Linked DNA regions of Mus musculus: region 1 is linked to region 2. The links are chromatin contacts, called in public HiChIP or PLAC-seq maps. All regions are on one chromosome and are shown on one strand. Each heading gives the region's core, a stretch centred on a gene start, on an enhancer-like site or on the middle of the called end of the contact. The rest is flanking DNA. Distances are from core to core; before and after follow the strand shown.

What was found. HiChIP or PLAC-seq counts read pairs in DNA pulled down with a chosen protein or histone mark.
Region 1: an H3K27ac HiChIP or PLAC-seq map of hepatocytes shows a contact between it and region 2, with 5 times the contacts expected there. The contact joins two enhancer-like sites. A contact is called at or near these places in 2 of 39 promoter capture datasets (cranial neural crest and liver) and 2 of 115 datasets of contacts at active chromatin or transcription factors (embryonic stem cells and hepatocytes).

What each region holds. Positions count from the first base shown.
Region 1 is chr1:72,259,852-72,265,115 of GRCm38.p6, reverse strand. Pecr (peroxisomal trans-2-enoyl-CoA reductase) reads left to right here. Exons shown (of 8, transcript NM_023523.6): 7 at 3,053-3,164. D230017M19Rik (RIKEN cDNA D230017M19 gene) reads right to left here. Exons shown (of 4, transcript NR_155355.1): 2 at 224-373. Among named protein-coding and RNA genes, the nearest start is that of Gm25939, 7.5 kb to the right of the region's middle. Within about 2 kb of position 2,170, at least 2 of the 459 cell types and tissues checked have an H3K27ac peak or open chromatin away from gene starts, as enhancers often do. A contact at or near this core is called in hepatocytes, where this site is marked.
Region 2 is chr1:71,644,248-71,649,553 of GRCm38.p6, reverse strand. It overlaps Fn1 (fibronectin 1), which reads left to right. Exons shown (of 46, transcript NM_010233.2): 4 at 229-360; 5 at 1,408-1,545; 6 at 3,852-4,007. Among named protein-coding and RNA genes, the nearest start is that of Fn1, 6.3 kb to the left of the region's middle. Within about 2 kb of position 2,598, at least 10 of the 459 cell types and tissues checked have an H3K27ac peak or open chromatin away from gene starts, as enhancers often do. A contact at or near this core is called in hepatocytes, where this site is marked.

The sequences.
Region 1 (5,264 bases), core at 921-3,420, 620 kb before region 2:
ACATTTTTAACACTCCTTAAATTTTTTTTTTATGTGATAGGGTCTCACTGTGTAGCTTTGGCTGGCCTCAAACTCACAGAGATCCGCCTGCCTCTGCCTTCCAAGTGCTGGGATTAAAGGTATGCACCACCAAACCCAGCCACAGTTATGTATTCTTGAGTTGCCTGTGTGACAGAGCAAGCATGTGGTGGTCAGAGGACAGTGCTCCGGTGTTTGTCCTCACCTTCCATGGGAGGTCGCAGTGGTTGTATCTAGATGAGCGATCTTCGCGACAAACTTCTGTACTGGTTGAGCCGCCTTGCCGGCCCCACCTTTGACTTCTTGCCGTGACCCATACTGAGGCTCCAGCCATTCTCCAACCATTGCTTTGAGCCTGTGAATAAAATTCCAACACGGTGATGATGGCTTTGACTTTTAAAATCCCCTGAAGGAACGCCCATCAAGACTTTAACAAACTACTGGCACAGCTACTGTGAGATGCAGAACTGGGGACAAACTCTGCTCAATTATGTGCTGAGTCTAAGATCAGCAAAGCTTTCACACCAGCTGCAACCAGTGGGGTGTGTGTGTGTGTGTGTGTGTGTGTGTGTGTGTGTACACCAGAGTGTGTGCACAGGCATGCTTGTGCTGTGGTGCACATGTGGAGGTCAGAAGCCAGCTCATGGAGCTGCTTCTCTCCTACCTGCTGGGACTTATTCTGGCACCCGGTTTCCCGAGGAAGGCAGCTAAGGGCCATGGAGTCAGCGACCAGGGCCAAAGCTGCTTGCTTTATCTCTGGCAGTTCTGTCTTTAACTTTAACTCTGCTATTAAGATATTCCCTTTATTTACATTTCAAGTTTTATCCCCTTTCCTGTTTCCCCTCCGAAAACCCCCCATACCCTCCCCTCTCCCCCTGCTTACCAACCCACCCACTCCAATTCCTGGCCCTGGCATTCCCCTATACTGTGGCATAGAACCTTCACAGGACCAAGGCCTCTCCTCCCATTGATGACCAACTAGGCCATCCTCTGCTACATATGCAGCTAGAGCCATGAGTCCCACCATGTGTGTTCTGTGGTTGGTGGTTTAGTCCCAGGGAGCTCTGGGGGTTACTGGTTAGTTCATATTGTTGCTCCTCCTATAGGGCTGCAAACCCTTTCAGCTCCTTGGGTACTTTCTCTAGCTCCTTCATTGGGGACCCTGTGCTCCATATCCAATGGATGGCTGTGAGCATCCACTTCTGTATTTGTCAGGCACTGGCAGAGAACTCTGCTATTCTATGGCTGAAAGCCACCTACTTTTGGCAATTCTTCTAACTTTAACTCTTTGCTGTTGTGTGGCCAAGAGCTGCTTGCTTTTGGTAATGTTTCTCTTCCTATAACTCTTTGCTATTCTCAGGTCAAAAGCCACTGATTTCTGATAATTTGATTCCAACTGATAGCAGCAGGAGAATTAGAAAAAAGGTTTGGTATCTCCCTGGCTCAAGGGCCTCTGGCAGGCCAGGCAAGAGGCTTGGAGTTTGTTAACTTTTTGTGAGCCCGAGAGAGAAGAGAGGAAGAAAGCGAGAAATCAAGCACACACACAGACACACACAGACGCACTTTGGCCGGGCCTGACCACCTGTCTCAACAATTCCACCAGTGTTAATGCATACTTATATACATACATACATTTGGTGGAAGGGACTGACTCCAAATGCCACACTTTATTTCTTTTCTCTGGCAGTTTATACCTTCTTAGACATAAGTTCTTTATAGAATTATCTCATAGATAGAATGTTACGCAACAGGGGAGTTACAAAAGGATGTTGACAGTTCAAAGCAGTGTTTCATTCTGTGAGCTCATCATGAGTGGTTCTTCTGCATGCTCATTCAGAGCGACAGTTAGCTCCCCATGGCCTTGCTGTATCAGAGTGCTCACCTGTGGCTTCATCCGTGGACCTGGCCTACAGTGAAGGTTTTTCCTTGTTTGCAGATTTACTCTGAGCCAGCTAGTGCAATTAGCCCATGACACTGAAGGCTTGCAGAGCTCTGTTTGCCACTTTGTTCTATATGGGGCTTGAGATTACTTGTATCAACTTAAAAATTATATAAAATCATTATCGGAAATTGTGAAAAATCATCAATTCGTCTATACAGCCTTACTACGTGAAAGTCCATAGTCATGTTGATCTTCAGGAAGTTTGCCCAGTAGGGTGGGTCGATGCCCAGGGATCATTAGGCTATGTAATAGTGGCAGGGAAAATGTGTCATCAGCAAGAGGCAATCCCGAGATGAAATCTTTGGTGACCTTGCATGTTAAAGCTCACCCGTCAAAAGCCGTGCAAAATGGTGAGCCATCTCCAGGACACTCATTTGTGTGCTTAGTCTGTCCTGGGTGGTTTCTGACACCTACCCTCCGTGGGACCTGATCAAACCCAGGCTGTTCGCTCCCCATCCCTTGTTTTTGTTTCAGTGCCCAGTACAGAAGCCAGGAGTGGGATGCGCTTAGGGTCACCACCCCTGTGAGACTCTGCTCCACTTACCATCAGTAAAATGAATTCTGTTGGTTTGTGAAGTTTCTTTAAAACCTCGCCAAGCGACTACGTTTGGGAGGATGTGATGGGGACCTTGAAGTCCCGCTGGTGGGAAGCTCCTGTGATCCGCACAGCGGTGCTTTGGGCCTGACAGGGCCATGGACACACTTAACTGTATCTGGGACCGAGGTGGGAGAAGCATGTGACCGCCATGACAAATCAGAGTTGTAGAAGACAAGCAGGGCCTCAGAAGGGAATTAACTGTTGAAGCAGGAAACCGCCGTGTTTACCTGTGGCTTCTTATACCATTGCTGTTTGCCTGCCACTGTCTGCTGCTTGTCCACACCTTGTCGCCTCTGCCCTGGTTGTTACCTGACTTCCCTTTTGTCCACACTGTCTCTGTGCTGTCAAATCGTGCTGCACGTGCGCGAGGATTGGTGATGCAGTCCTGTGGGCAGAGATGTGCTTACTCAGGAGTTCCGGGCTCCCAGGCATGGAGAAGAGTCTTTCCTTTTTCCTTGTCTCCTATGTATGGATATATTCTCTTCTTTCCCTAGATCTCCCCTCTGGTATGTTTCCTGCTGTCCCCTGCGGCTTCCTATATCACTGGACAGTTGATCAATGTGGATGGAGGCCAGGCTCTGTACACTCACGCCTTCAGCATACCGGGTAAGCAGCCAGGAAGTGAAGAGGCACGAGCCCTTCCCTGTCCACGCTCCATGTTGTAAGCCACTGCCTCAGAGGCGGGGGTTTCTGTTATAGGCCATCGAATGGCCTTCAAAATGTTGATATTTGTGATAGGATATAAAAGAAAATGTTCTCTGTTACAAAAACTATCTAAACCTCTAAGTGCACAGAAGGTAGGACGGAGGCAAAGGCCAGCTGTGCTTGAAGGGTTACAGACTCGCTTCCTCTTCCCCCTCTCTGAGTGCCGCACAGACGGAAGAGGGGCGGTCCGACTTGACTTTGCCCTCTCTCTGGAATCAAATGATAAACTTCTGTGATTCAATAACTTTTATTTGTAACATGGTATTCTTTTTAATTATTTCATGTATATGAATGCCCTATCTGCATGTACACCTGCATGCCAGAGGAGGGCATCAGACCTCATTACAGATGATTGTGAGCCACCATGTGGTTGCTGGGAATTGAACCTATGACTTCTGGAAGGGCAGGTAGTGCTCTTAACCACAGAGCCATCTCTCCAGCCCCATAAAAAGAAGCAAGTTTATTTTATCTTATTGAAGCAGATTCTCACTGTGTAGCCCAGGCTAACCTCAGCCTCCCATTACAGGTCTGTGCAACAATGCTTGGCTTGAAAACTAAATTTGCTTTCATAAATTCAAGTCAATAACAATATTACACACGATTGGATGTGGCGTTGGAAGGGTCTTATAAAATCAGATAGTCCAGACCAGGTATAGAGAGACTTACCTTTAACCCCAGAACTCAGGAGGCAAAGGCAAGGAGATCTCTGTGAGTTCCCAGACCAGCCAAGGCTATAGAGAGAGGCCCTGTCTCAAAACAAAAACAACAAAATATCAAACAATAAAATCAGATAGTCCAGTGTCCTAGTTTTTTCAAACGACAAAACAAATCCCCAGAAAATAAAAACACAGGCTGTTCTTCTGCTCTTTCAGAGGATCTGGGTCAATCTCCAACACCTTCATGGTGGCTCACAACCATCTTTAAGTTGGGGAGCTGATACCCTCCTTTGGCCTCTGCAAGCACCAGGCAGGCACACATGTGTTGCATGGACACAAGCAGGCAGGCCTTCCCATATACATAAAACATAAACGTTTTTAAGAGCATGCTAATGTTCTGGGATACTGCTCATCCTTTACCAGCGTATGCAAACCCTGGATTGAATTCCCAGCACCCCATAATACCAAACGTAGTGGTGCAGGCCTGTAATCCCAGTAGTCAAGGTGGTAGAGGCAGAAGGAACAAAAAGGTCATGGTTATCTACAAAGTGAGTTCCAGGACAGCCAGGGCTACACAGAGAAACCCTGTCTTGAAAAACAAAAACAAAAAACAAAAACAAAAACCCAAAGCCTCAGGAAAATATAAACACAAATATATTTGACCTTTTTCTAAAGATAGTTACTAGTGTCTGTTAGCAAACGAATGTCTGGTTGACAAGACCCATTTCCTATCCTTGTAGGTTTCTTATGTCCCTAAAACTATGAACGGTTGGTTGGTTGAGTTTTTGGTTTTTGGTTGTTTTTTTTGTTTTGTTTTGTTTTGTTTTTTTCCTTCAGTGTTTTGAGACAGGTCTCACTGTCTGCCTGCTTCTGCCTCCCAAGTGCTGGAATTAAGGGTATGTGCCACTGTGCCTGGCTTCTTTCCCTTTTTGAAGAAAGATAGTGCAACCCCATTAGGCAACATTGATTTAACTCCACTCTGCTCTCTATTGCATTTCTGGCTTTGCAACTGAAGTCTTAACAGTTCATAGTATTAGGTTCTGTGGTGACATAAGTCCAGCACAAAAGAGAGAAGATTCTCTCTGCATTTGAAGCCAGCCTGCTCTACATAGTGAGTTCCAGGACAGCCAGAGACCCTCCCCCAAAACAAATAAATAAATAAATAAATAAAACCCAAGACTGTATTTCCTAGGCATGTTAGGGGATTAAGTACACATGGTGTCAGGTCCTGTGTGGCTGGAGTTGGTCATCACCATTGGCCTTTCAGTCTCCATGAAGAGGTGGGACACATCTAAGAGCCTTTTCCTCTTCCTCTGTGTTTGTTCTGGTGAAGTATCACCCTTTT
Region 2 (5,306 bases), core at 1,349-3,848:
TTTCCTTTTTGTGCTTTAACGATTGACCCAAAGTGGGCTGATATGGTGTTAGCCTTCTTTCTGCTTTTTTTTTTTTTTTTGGCAGGAGAGCTGCCTGCCAAAAAAATCCCTCAGGATTAGGGATTGCATTTTGGCCAACATACATACTTATTTATCTCAGGCAGAACATGAGATGAGCACCCCCTGAATTCTCTCAATCCCCTAACGTTTGCCTTTGATCTGTAACAGATCGCTGCCATGAAGGGGGTCAGTCCTACAAGATTGGCGACAAGTGGAGGAGGCCACATGAGACTGGTGGCTACATGTTAGAGTGTCTGTGTCTGGGAAATGGAAAAGGGGAATGGACCTGCAAACCTATAGGTAAGTGGCTCGTGTGTGTGATCGAGGGGAACGGAGCCACAAGCAGATAGCCTAAGCAAACCAGTGGCCGGGATAGCTGAATCACAGCATAAAAACCAGTGAAATGTGCTGCGAGTCACCAGCCTTAAGGAAATCAGATCCTGAACTATGGAACATAAAGGAATCTTAATTTTGTTTGAAAAGCACAAGGTGGAGTTAAAATCTTTAGGAAGAAGTGATTTCTTTTGTTTATATACTATGCTGTCCCCTTGGTGAAGAAGACATGTTATTTAAAGGAGGAAAAATTACACTATTGACACATTTCTTGTTGGAACACAGTTTGTTAAAGCACAAAATGCCACGTGGCTCCGGTCACACCTTGGCAATTTCCTTAAAAACAAACATTAAAGGTTGTGGGGGATTTTTGTTGGTTTGTTTTATTTATTTTTTCTGTTTTTTTGTCTTAGCCTTGGTTGTACTCTGAAGCCCAAAGTTTTGGGTTCTCTTTCTTAGATCTCCAAGTCAGACGTGTGTTTTTTCAAATTTGTTTTGTTTTTGTTTTTTACATTAGTCTAAAATTTAAAGAGCGCTCCTCTCATTCTTTGTAAGTCGTTCATATTTTATAGTGGTTTAGTTTAGGGACACACAGATCAGTGGTAGAGAGCACTTGCTGAGGCTAACATAAGGTTCTGGGTTCAATTCCCAGGACTGAATTAATGAGTTAAAAGAGAAAGGTTGGGATTTTGCATAGGGTCGTCTCCCACAGGGTAAAGACTTGCATTTCTTTCCACTTGAAATGTTAGTGGGAAGCTTGGGACAGGCAGAAAAATCCGGTCTGTGTACTCATTAGGACAACAGAATTTACTTGCAGCAAGGCTGGGGCTTCCTCTTGCTCCGGCTTCTTGCTCCGTGCTTAGCTGCAGGGCGTGCCTGCTCATCTGAACAGAGTGCCACTTTAAGAAATGTGGCTGGGGTTTTGATTCCATGCTACACTGTAAATTATAGGGAGACGCTATCATTTTAAATCGCTCTTCCTCCTTTCTTTTTGCTTTCCCATTTCTTCTCCAGCTGAGAAGTGTTTTGATCATGCTGCTGGGACGTCCTACGTCGTGGGGGAGACCTGGGAAAAGCCCTACCAAGGCTGGATGATGGTGGACTGTACTTGTCTAGGCGAAGGCAATGGACGCATCACCTGTACCTCCAGAAGTAGGTTTAGCTCTTTTCTGTTGACAATGCAGCCCACTGTTGCTTCTGGATCCCTAGAGAGAGTTGTGATGCCTTGGTGACTCTGTGGTATCATAAGATGTCCAGAAAAACTGTATAACCATCACCTTCTGCTTCTTCAGAGGACACTCAATAACTAGGAAAGGCAGTTCTCAGTTCAACCCTGCCTTAGGCAGTCAGCTAGTAAAAATGAAAAGAGCCTTAGTGGTATTCGCTTGCTGGATGGGTCTTCCTTGATCTGGGAATTATCTCAGAGATACCTTTCTGGTACCGAGGACAATTAAATCCCTAAAGTAGCATGTAAATGAATCCTTTGACCTGGGGGAGCGATTGGAAATAAAAGGCTCTACCCCATGTTCGGATTTCCTTCTATGTTTGAAGTTTAAATAAGGTTTACTGACTCTAAACAAGAACCTAGTGGAAATGAGTCCGTGCCCAGTATTATCCTTCAAATAGGAAAGTGGAATGAATTTCTGTGTGTTGTTTGTTCATCGATTGGGCAGAGAGACTGTTAAATTATAACCCATCCTTGCTCTTACGCTACAATGTGGGCAGTAAGGGTCTAACTTTGTGACTTAAATATTGCTGCATTTGCAGTGTCAGGAAAAAAAAATCAACCATTGATTCAGGCAAATGCATAGACACACAAGAACAGAGGTCCAAGACCCCAGCTAACAGTGTTGTCAAACCTGAACCTGTTTTCAGTATCTTTGAATCAGTATCTCTTGAAACTCCTAATGCTGAGCTTTGTAAGTGATTAATACATGAGCCTTCCTCATCTTTGACCTACTAAGTGTTCTCTGAAGGCTGATGCCCAGTTCGTATTTCCCTCCCCATATTGCCACATACAAAGTAAGTACTTATAAAATTTTGTTGATCACATGCTATTTGTTTGAGAAACTTTGCATGCTGTCAGAAGGGTTTTAAATGATAGGTAAGAGTCTGAATTAGATTTCTTTCTACATGTGTTTATTTTGTGTGTGGAGGTGGGAGGCACACACGCCACAGTGTGCATGTGGAGGGCAAAGGACAGTTTGGACCGCGCAGGGTGCAGTGACCTCAGGTTGTCAGGTTTGGTGGCAAGGTTCTTTACTCACTAAGCCAGCTCAGTGGCTCAGAATTAGATGTCTAATTTGTCTTCAATGAAAATACTGCCACAAACGACTTGGAAGACTGAAGCTCATCACAGTTTTAAATCAAAAGATCTAAGGATCCTATAAGTTTGGGGGAAACATTTGATCTTTTTCCATGACTTATTTTTGTGTGGCAAAGAATTTGAACTTGGGTGGTATTTTTAATTACTAGTTTAAGCTGGATAAACAAAACACATTCAAGATATCTAGATTTGACTTTTTTTTTTTTTGCATGCGTTTTAAAATTCATGCTTCAGCAAATTCCAAGGCTGTTGTTAGTTTGAAATTCTAAATGGAACTTTGAAGGCAGAAGCAGCAATTAAGACTTCAAGACAATCTTAGAAGCGGGAGGGAAGAAGGATGCCTGGGGCCAGCTTTTTACAAGGATAATAAGAGACAGCATCCTTAACTCCAGAAGAGACCTTTTAACCGTGGGATAAGCCATTTTGTCGTTGCTATTGGTTATTGTCACTGTTATTATTACAATTACTATTATACAGGGAGGATTCTCATAAGCCCAGGCTGGCCTAGAACTTACTGTGTTGCTGAGAGAGACCTTGGGCTCTTAACACTCCTGCTCCTACCTCCCAGACGCTGGGGTTAACCACGTGGGTGACTTTGTAATTGTAAAACAGGTGGTTTTGGGTGGGGCAAGAAAAGAGAACCTTCTAGCCAGAGAAGTTGTTTTTCCACAGGAATACTTTTACATAACAAGTGGAGAGATTGGTGTGGTTAACTTTTTAGCTTCCCTGGGGCAGTCGGAAGAGACCTGCCTCCTTATTGTTTATTGAAAGGAGGGCCATGGGCTGTAATTACAGAAAAAGGTCTGGAAGACACTGAGGAGTAAAGAGTAGATTGCCAGATAATTAATTGAGTCAAAGAACCAATGTAGAAAATCTTAATTTTTTTTAATCAATAAAAGACACTGAATAGTATTTTTTCTTTTTTTCCTTTGGCAAATGGAGAGGTAGGGCTGTACTGTAACGAACCGGGTATCTGAATTTTAATATATGCATCACCAGCACTGGGTAGGATGTACTAACACCAACAACAGCCACTCAGAAGCATTCAACTGCAGCATTCCCATCTTAGTGTGGATGGCTGCGTGTCGGTTACTAGATAACTTCTATATTCAATGCTTCTCTCCTGAAACAGACAGATGCAACGATCAGGACACCCGGACATCCTATAGGATTGGAGACACGTGGAGCAAGAAGGACAACCGAGGAAACCTGCTTCAGTGTGTCTGCACAGGCAATGGCAGAGGGGAGTGGAAGTGTGAGCGACATGCTCTACAAAGTGCTTCAGCCGGTGAGGCGCTGGGACCGGGGACAGCTCCACGCCAGGGTGATTTATAGCGTTTCAGCTAAGAAGCTGGAATCGTTCACATAACTGTTTAAAAATATTCATTCTATATTGTGAACAAAGTTGAGTGGAATGAAGTTGAGACGTGCCTTTAGCACAGAGGGCTGGGTTGGAAAGCATAGTGTACTCTGGTCATGGCTCTATTAGTATAGGCTTTGGCTTATGAGCATGAGACTCAGAGTTCAGTCTAGAACCAAAGTAAATATCCAAGTGTGATGGTGTTATCCCAGCACCAAGAAGGTGGAGGCAGGAGGATACCTGGGGATTACAGACCAGCCAGCTTACACTACTTTGGAAGTGTGGGGGTGGTTCCAGGTTAGTGAGATGGTGTGGCTGGCCAGCCCACTTTTCTTGGGGGAGTTGGGGGAAGTTGTGTTCTAGGTTTGTGAAAGATGGTGTCATAGAAAACAAGATGGCTCTGGGCATAATCCCTGCCTTCTACATGCACAAGCTCTCCACACGCATGCGCACATAGATAATGTGCATGCACCCTCCCTCACATGGACAAGCAATAGTGAGTGAATGTGTGGTATGTACTTGGAATCCTCAAGCCCTGGGTTCAGTTCCCAGCACCCTCCCAAAACACCCCAATAATTATTATATAAATTTAAAAGAATAACTAAAACAAAGAAAGGTATTTGTATGTATCTTGGATGCTTGGTCAGAGTCTGAGGAAGGGGTCGGAGCACTTGCCAACCATGCGCAAAGCCCTGGTTCTGGTTCCCCATCACTAAATAAAAGGAGGGTGTGTTGTGCCTGCGATTCCAGGGATCAGGAAGTAGAGGGACGGAGGATCAGAAGTCCAGAGTCAGCCTTGGCTACGTAGTGAGTTCTAGTCAAACCTGCTCAATGTGGCTCAGTGGGTAAGAGCACCCAACTGCTCTTCCGAAGGTCCAGAGTTCAAATCCCAGCAACCACATGGTGGCTCACAACCACCCGTAACGAGATCTGACGCCCTCTTCTGGTGTGTCTGAAGACAGCTATGGTGTACTTACATGTAATAAATAAATAAATCTTTAAAAAAAAATAAAAAAAAAAAAAGATGCTGTCTCTCATGCACACACACATCGGAAGAAGGAAGTGCAGCTCTTGTGGGTGGTACCTTCCCGCTATTGCGCTCTGGGTTTCCATCTAGCTTTTACTGTGTGATAGTCCAGCCTTGTTACTTAGCCTCTTAGCAGTCAGTCATTCAGGCAATAGTAATTAGATTTTTTTCCCCTTTTGACGAGTTTATCTGGACCTAAT